Regions from separate parts of the Macaca mulatta genome. Here region 2 is linked to region 1. A link is a contact called in public Hi-C data. All regions are on one chromosome and are shown on one strand. The core of a region is the stretch at or near the end of the contact, and the rest is flanking DNA. Distances in the headings are between cores, read along the strand shown.

Region 1 (4,317 bases), core at 1,279-3,778:
GCTACTGTGCTGGGCCAAAACTCTAATTGAAAAAAATTTTTTTCTAATTTATCTTGCAGTTTTAGTCCTTAAGATCTCTCATTCTACCTCAGTTTCTTTTCCTAGACAGTTGTTATATGTTCACTTTTCTTAAAGATTCAGCACACACCTATTATTTGTTAAACCTTTCAACTCACCCAAATATAACTGCATTCCACTGCATGATGTTGTTTTCAGATGGTGCGCCACTGACACCCACAGGTGGGTCCTCTTGTAACCTAGAAATCCAGCGTTGTAATTTAAAAAGTTGAACATTAAGGCCACTAAGGAGGCCACATAAACACCTACAGACACTACACCATCTATTTTGAGACACAGACTAACTCCATTTCCTTGTTATTGTGAACTAAAATGAACCATATGACTTAGATATATTAACCAGGTATATATACTTATTAAATACCTCTCCAAATTACCTAAAAATCCGAAGGGCTTGAGAATCATCCCTCTTTCAATATTATCAAGAGTATCTCTTCAAGAATTGATGTATATAGACTGTCCTCTTATACCAAAAAAAGTTTAAAACCTCAAAAGCAAGTAATATTTTTACAGAACCATTGATTTTGCTGCTCTAAACATGCAAAGACTGTGTATCCTAACCACGGCTACTTCTGCAAAATGGCTACAAGAAAAAAAAAAAAAAGCAAACCTCAGTGTAAACACGAAATGACTGAAAACACATTAAATTTAACTAGGAAACTAGTATTAGGCAGCAGATTTACTCTATCCCTTTTGCTTCAAACAGCAATGGCTTTAAAAAGTAATCAGTAGGTTTTCCGCCAGTCCCTATTTTAAAGGCTCTGCACTAACATCAAATCTACCTCTCAAATCAGGAGACTCAATACAAGGCTTTCCCACATTCGTCATAGTCAAATTCTTGTAACCTATAGATCTCTGGAAAACTACAAAAGGTGCCATGTATTCAACTCAGAATTAAGCAGAGCATTACAGTAAGGAGCCAGGGCGACAATGACATGAACTAGTTTACTATCTGAATTTTAGTCATGAGTGCTAATCAGATACACTGATTTCAAGCTTTAGAAAAATGACTTTTGCACCAAAAAGGGCATCTCCTTTCAGAGACTGTAACCTCAATTTAAAAATGCTACATTATACACACTCACAAATACATATGGAGTTGTTTTCATGGGGCATCATAATTTGCAACTAGTCCACATAAAAAAAAAGGTTTTTAGTCAATCTCAAGCAAATTAGGCCACCACAAACAGAAGCCTTAGAAGAACTGCACTGCTTGACGCCTACCTTTAAATGGCTAAGAGAAGCTACGAATGAATTAAATAAGTTGGCCAAATCCAAATGCCTCACATAGGCTTTATAATAGCTGAGAGGTGACTTCCTGAGCGACAAATCTATGTTTTTATGCTATTTTGTTCAATTAGGGTAGGTGTCCCCAGAAAAAATTTTAAGAAAAATGTGCAGAATATCAAAATGTTTTCTCACTTATTTTGTTTTTTCTACGTTATTTTGTTTTTTCTACGTCTCTAAGTATCCAATAAAAGGTAAACTAACGGAATAATCATTTTCTTCCTCACAACCCCAATACCTCCTAACAAAACCCTATTTTATTTACCAAAGAAGGCCCAGGGAGTATCAAATTAGCGCCAGTCTAAGGGAAGGCATTTTTCCAGACTCGGGAGGCTATAGATAGGGCTTTCTTCACCAGCCAGATCTGAGTTCCAGAAGGCACTGGCAGCCGGGGTGGCCAGCTCTAAGGTCCCAGATCTCTAAGTCAGTTCCCAAGGTCTTTTCAGGCGGGCGGGGACAGAGTCGGGTTTCGGGGGATGGGTTAACCTCCGAGCCTCACGCACTGGACCCCACCCTCACGGCAGAAATGGAAAGGACTGGCGGGGGTGGGGGGCTGGGGAGGTTCACCCCAACCCGGCTCCTCGGAGAAGACTGAGGGGCCTTGAAACAAAGCTGACTGGTGCTGCCGGAGAAGAACAAGCTCCCGCGGGAGCTCACTTTGAGGGGACAAGAAAGGGTCTCCGCAGGGTGCAGGGGCGGGAGGATGATGTCTGATCCCCGTCTGATCCCCTGGACGAGACCCCGGGCAGCTGGCCGAAATGGGCAGCGGGGAACCCTAGACCAGTCGATCGACATCGTTTTACTTTTTGGGGGGAGGGGAAGCAGTATCGAAATTTCTTCGGGCGCCAGAGCGAGCGGCAAGGATAAGGAGAGTAGGGGCCGAGGTAGGACCCGGCTTCCGCCAGTCCCCCTGGGCCCACAGCCGACCCTCTGAGGGTCACAAGGGGAAGGTGTCCGGGATCCACGCCCTGCAGCCCCGCAGCTTTGAGAGGCCGTCATCTATGCGAAGCTGAAGGCCCTTACCGCTTGAAATCCCGCATAAGCCTCCTTCGGGCCGGGGTCGACATGCTCCGCAGCTGCCCCGCGGTCAGTCTGAAAGAAAAGAGTCCCGCGCAGCCCCCCCACCCCCCGGCGCGGCGGCCGAATCACTGTGGATCGCCGCTGCCGCCGCCGCCGCCGCCGCCGCCGCCAAGACTGACAAACAACCCTGCAATGACGTCTCCCTCCGCCGCCTCCGGATCCCTCCGCCCTCCGCCGCTACCACAGAGTGAGTGCTGGGGGAGGAGGGGGCGGGACGGGGGAGCGCGCGTTCCCTGAGCCCTTCAGCGGGGCGTGGTTCTTCCTGGGCTTCCTGAAGTGATCGACAAATTTGTGTTCTCTGTGTTCAGACTAGAGGTTGTGGATTCAGAGACCACGAAACCGACACACTATCCTGTCTGCCTCCCCGTCTCTAGTTTAGGCTCGGCGGGGTGGAGAAAGAAGGACGTATCCGGGCCAGGGATTTCAGGGAAAGGAGGTGGGATGATGTAAGATCACGTGACTGCCCGCGGCCTTGTCAACAATCCACCCCTGAGGGGGAGGGGGAGAAGTATCTAGAACCACGTGTCCCTGTGACGCGTTTAGAACGGGTCACGTGAGAGCCTCGCCTGGATGTGAGTTTCGGCCAGGTCTGTGAAGCGGGTCTAAGAGGGTGAGGGCTGGATACACCTTTATTAGTTGTTTTCGGTTTATCACAGGTATAGAGACATTACCCAAGAGGTCGTGGGAGGATCAACAGCTTGTTTTGTTTTCTTTAAACCGGGACCAAAAATAACTCCCCTCTGGTTGGTTCAGTGGCTTATGAACTCTGGTACTTGGGGCAAGAAGAGAGAGGATCGCAAGATCTTCTAAGGCAGCATTGAATACTGAGGGCCACACAACAATCTCCTGAAATGGTTCCTTGAAGCTACCAAATAGTCTTTCTGCTTTGCAGTGGGGTTTCTAGTATTGGAAATTCTGGGCAAACATTAAAGGATGGTGTATTATGCAGTTTTTCCTTTCTGGGTCTGCTTTCAATTGAAGATATGTGTCAGAGTCCGGGGACTTGCCTATGGGGGGGAGTACCATTGTATTTTTAAGAATGTGGGGGTGCAGTCTTCCAAGCATATCAATGAGTGGTTGGTTGTCAAAGAAACCTACAAATATGATTCATATGTGGGGGAGAGCTCCAGCAGACCTGAGTGAGGGTTATCTATCCAGCCTGAGACAACTTCAGGTTTTTTACACTAGCAAGAAAGGTGCAAATGGGCGAGAAGTGCCCCCCCACCACCAGGGGGTTCAGAGGTGTTGACCTCCCACAGACCTTGAATATTTTTTGTAGTTACTGTCTTTCCCTGTATTGCTGCTAATTCCTACTTTCAGGACTTTGTTATACTAAGGACTCTGAGTACTTTTGTATCCATTTGGGGAATTGTTCGGTTCAACAGGTAAAGGGAGGGTGGAATGAGGACCTTAGCATTGCCTCAACCTTGCCCCTAGTTCTATGGAAGCAGAGTTAACTTTTCCGACTTTCCTTGTACCTCTTTCTTCAAACCCTGAATTCTCTCAGCTTCCAGTGACTGCCTTAGTGATCAAGTTAGCCAGGCCTAACTCTTGATAGGTCCTGTTAGACATTCACAATGTGTTTTCTAAGTTAAAAGCTGAATATTCTTAATGTTTTTGCTTTTCTGCCATTGCAGTCCTAACCCTTCCAATAGCAAAGGAGGAAGACACACAGGCAGGGTTACATGGAGAAAAATGGTAAATAGAAACTATATCTTAAAAATATCCCTCATGAGCTGGGGCATTAGCTCATGCCTGTAATCCTAACACTTTGGGAGGCCAGGAGTTGAAGACCAGCCTGGGCAACATAGGAGATCCTGTCTCTGTGCACACGAGTAGCCCCAGCAACTCAGGAGGCTGAGGCAGAAGAAT
Region 2 (4,378 bases), core at 444-2,943, 39 kb before region 1:
GTCTCGGCCTCCCAAAGTGCTGGGATTACAGGCTTGAGCCACCGCGCCCAGCCTGTGATTTTTAGGGTAATTCAGTGGGCTTGAAGAACATGCAATGGCCTGGGACAAAGTCTGTTGGGCCTGCAGAGGAGTCAAGGGTTTGTGACAAAAGTCTGTCCTGGTGTGTTGACATACTTCAGTCTTTCCTCCTGCAAAACGAGTTCAGTTAATGAAAACTCAGGGAGGGAACCAGAGGTAATTGTTTCCTTTGGTGTTCTGGACTAAATTTAGGCAGATAAGGGAACAACTTCATCTTAGGCTTTGGGAGGAATAAAGAATTGACAGACAGGAGTGTGGTGGTGGGTGAGGTCAGAGAGACCTTGAGGCTTCTTCATCAGTTCAGCATGTCAAAATACATTTTGAGGTATTGGTTTCTGAGCCCCAACACCCAGTTACTGTACTTGAATGCTTCCAGGGATGGGGAATTCACCACTTTAAAGGAAGCTCTTTTGTCTCTCAGTGTGTCTGCTACCTGAGCCTAGAACAGACAGCCGAGTCATGCCAGCTAAATAGAAACTTTCAGGACTAGCCAGTCGCGATGGCTCACACGTGTAATCCCAGCATTTTGGGAGGCTGAGACAGATCACTTGAGCTCAGGAGTTCGAGACTCAGCCTGGGCAACATGGCGAAACCCTGTCTCTATTTAAAACCAAATCCAAACTTGCTCATTTCCTCTGGACACATTCTTTCTGACTCCTTCCAGCATCTTTTGTAAACCCAGGTGTCACTGTTCTGGTTAAAATCCTTCAGTGGCTCCCCATTCTTGGGATCTAGCCAGGATCCCTGCCTGGCCTACTGGCCTTGCTGACCTCTGCAACCTCATCTTCTCCATTCTCTACCTGCCCTGCCCCCCAGCCCCTCCTACCCCGTATCTTGCAATTCTCTTACCAGGCCATGCTCTTTCTTGCTCTGACCGACTCCCCTTTTCTCAGAAAATTGCTCATTCTTCAGTTCTCCAGGATCACTTCCCTGACCCCAAGACTAGATTGGGTCCCTTCCTTGCTTATTCATGGTTGTAGCACGCTGGACTTCTCTTTACTAGTACTTGTCAACGCTGAAATTCTCCACTTACTTGAGCAATTAGTTCACTAATGTCTGCTCCTCCACTCGATGGTAAAGTTCAGGCGAGCAGGGCTCCGAGTGTGCTCTCATTGCCTCTCCAGCACCTAGCAATGTGCCTGGCAAGTATTCACCGGATGGATGGATTACTCGCTCCAGGAAGGCGGGCCCCAACCTGCGTGGCTGTGGAGACCCCTGGAAGTGGACCTATCTATCCCTGACCCGGGCCCCCTGATATCCCTTAGGATGAGGCGGTGCCTGGGAAACTCCCAGGGCAAGAAAGATACAGCATAGCTCTGACTGGCATCCAGCTGCCAACTGGAAGAGGGCGCTCCGACTCTGTGCTTAGGGACCTCAGTTTTCCCACCGGTTCCCAGCAGGGTCGACCGCGAAGGGCCCTTGCAGCCCTGGGTAGACCCAGGGCATGCGCCGCGGGCTGCGGCGGTCTGAGGAGCCAGGAGCCGCTCTGTGCCCCCGCAGGCCGCCGCTCCGGGCGAGGGCGCTCCAGGCTGGTCTTCTGGAGCAGTCGTGCGCTGACGGGGCCCCTCTGGCTGGCAGGTGGTGGCGCAGTGCGCGACGGGAAGGCGGCGGGCTATCCGGTCTTCGGCTGCAGCGGGCACCATGGTCGGTGGCGAGGCGGCAGCTGCAGTGGAGGAGCTGGTCTCGGGGGTGCGGCAGGCGGCCGACTTCGCGGAGCAGTTCCGCTCCTACTCAGAGAGCGAGAAGCAATGGAAGGCCCGCATGGAATTCATCTTGCGCCACCTGCCCGACTACCGCGACCCGCCCGACGGCGGTGGCCGCCTGGACCAGCTGCTGTCCCTCTCCATGGTCTGGGCCAACCATCTCTTCCTAGGCTGCAGGTGCGGACCCCTGCCGGCCGGCTGATCCTGTCCCCTCTCTTCCGACCCTCAAGCCCTCTTCCAGGGCTCACCCCTGACCCGAACCTCTGCCCCAGACTGAACCCGCTCCCAACCTCCATCCGCATTGCCCGGCCCGAAGACTGATTCCCACCCTGAAGGCCCCTTGGAACGATCCTTATCTTTGAGCCTCAGTTTTCTCTTCTGGTAAAAGGGTGGTTATGATGACTGTAATAATTAAAGGGTGAAGAGCTAAATACATGGCGGGTTCAAAAGTTGCTATTGTTATATGTATTACTACCATTATTAGCTCAAACCATCACCTTTGCAGTGTGCATTCGAAGTCCGTTAGCCTCTGTCACCTACATGGCAAAGTGCAGAGACAGAAACGGAGATCCCCATTTTACAGATGAAAAAGCTTAGGGAGGGAAGTGATGTAACTAGGACCATGCAGCTTCTGGCAGGTTTGATGGATTTTAACCACTAATGACAGGATGTAATCTGTATCCTGTGCCTTTTTGTCCTCACTCCACAGCCCACTGGGTCCTAAGTAGGAACCAGCTTTACCTCTTTGTTTTCCCTCTTATGAAAATGACCGATGCCTTTTTGTCAAGGTCCCAAAGCCCACTTCATCCTGGCTGCTGCACCAAAAGGACAAAGACTCGCTTTTGAAGTGCCTGATAAGGCATTCCCTTCACCCCTCCATGAGGAAGGTGGCAAATCTTGAGACTCCCTGTTAGAGAGCCTCCATTTTCCTGAAATTGTGTTAGGAAAATAGGGTGACTTGGTTTGATCTTGGTTTCTATACCTATTATGGTTGCCTGACTCTGGTCATTTGGCCCCTCCAGGCCTAAGCCACTTGGTTTTGCTTCACATATTGGGGTTTATTAGAACAGTACGTAGGGAACCAATGCCAGAGGCACCCGTCCCTTTTCCCTGCCTTCTAGGTGCTCCTGGGAAATCCTGGTTTTCCATGGTTAGGCGAATGTCAGAGAATTGGGCAAATAAATAATGTTTTTGTTAGACTGACATTCCATGTATTTAAAAAATAAACAAAAATATTTTGGCCCTCATCCCGTATCTGAGAATATCTGTTGTTAGATGTACAGTGCCTCTGTTCTTCTAAATCTTGAAACATTTGCTCTACTGGTATTTATAAAGTCCACTTCTGTATCTACAAGCAAGAAGTGTTCACAGGACCAGGCGCAGTGTCTCAAGCCAGTAATCCCAGCACTTTGGGAGACCGAGGCAGGAAGATCACTTGAGGTCAGGAGTTCGAGACCAGCCTGGCCAACATGGTGAAACCCTGTCTCTACTAAAAATACTAAAATTAGCCGGGCATGGTGGCACATGCCTGTAATCCCAGCTACTCAGGAGGCTGAGGCAGGAGAATTGCTTGAACCTGGGAGGTGGAGGTGGCAGTGAGCCAAGATCACACCACTGCACTCCAGCCTGGGGGATACAGCAAGACTCCATCTCAAAACCTTGTGCTGAACATGTATAGGTTTGCCCTGCAGTATCAGATCAGTTCTCTGAGAGTTGATTTTATGGTTGAGCAACCTGCAGTTTCTTATTAATTCACAATGACAATTCTTCCGAGGTTTTTACCTTATTACTTTTTATTGTGCAGTTACAATAAAGACCTTTTAGACAAGGTGATGGAAATGGCCGATGGGATTGAAGTGGAAGACCTGCCACAATTTACTACCAGAAGTGAGTTAATGAAAAAGGTAAATAGGATTTCCAAGTGTATGTGATGAAATGGTGTAGAGTTAACAGTCCCTGCTTTGATGACACTATATTAGAGTATTGTTTTTGAGTGCTCTTGTTTACTACCCCAAAGACCTATACCTTTTCATTATTATTTCCCCATAATTGGTATAACCTTTTCATAAGTAGTTGACAACACATTGTGATAAATTATGCGTTGTTGATGAGGTAACACATAAGCTTAACTTCTTCTGGGTGATTAGGAACATTGTTTTGAGATTTTTGCTTGATGTTTAAAAAAATGTTGGCTAGAATACTTGTTTCCTACTTGTTAAAAAATCTTGTTGGTAATAGAGTAACTAACTCATCCTTACCCTGGCCGTGAGTGCTGACCTGACTAGTTTGGCTTCTCTGATTTGCTGATAGGAATGTGGCTGGAGCAATGTCGATACCATAGCTGTTCTCTATCCTGTGGGGTCTGATCTCAGGCGATGGATTTTTTACAGTGAGTCTTGCCTAGAGTCTTGAATCTGGATGCTGGAGCTGGGCCTATAGAGAGTGTGGCAGAAAGAACCTCAGAGTATGGAGCTGGGCATCCCAGCTATTAATACTTTACAGAATCACCCCCAATATGTACTTGTTTCACATTTATCTGCTCAGGCAGCAGAATTAATTGCTCGCTTATCTTCCAAAATTCCTTTGGCACTTTATCC

The links. Hi-C and Micro-C count contacts between places; a contact is called where the count stands out from the background.
Region 2: a contact with region 1 is called in a Hi-C map of cortical neurons, with 4 times the contacts expected there. The contact joins the promoter of CDKN2AIPNL here to the promoter of CDKL3 in region 1. A contact is called at or near these places in 3 of 14 Hi-C or Micro-C datasets (CD4 T cells, cortical neurons and fetal cortex germinal zone).

The regions. Positions count from the first base shown.
Region 1 is chr6:143,290,064-143,294,380 of T2T-MMU8v2.0, reverse strand. CDKL3 (cyclin dependent kinase like 3) reads left to right here and starts at 2,528. Exons shown (of 11, transcript XM_078005208.1): 1 at 2,528-2,632. UBE2B (ubiquitin conjugating enzyme E2 B) reads right to left here and starts at 2,854. Exons shown (of 6, transcript NM_001194433.3): 1 at 2,389-2,854; 2 at 177-257. The coding sequence starts at 2,432.
Region 2 is chr6:143,328,476-143,332,853 of T2T-MMU8v2.0, reverse strand. It overlaps CDKN2AIPNL (CDKN2A interacting protein N-terminal like), which reads left to right and starts at 1,693. Exons shown (of 3, transcript XM_015140930.3): 1 at 1,693-1,958; 2 at 3,586-3,685. The coding sequence starts at 1,720. LOC144341541 (a long non-coding RNA gene) reads right to left here and starts at 1,466. Exons shown (of 2, transcript XR_013418539.1): 1 at 1,112-1,466.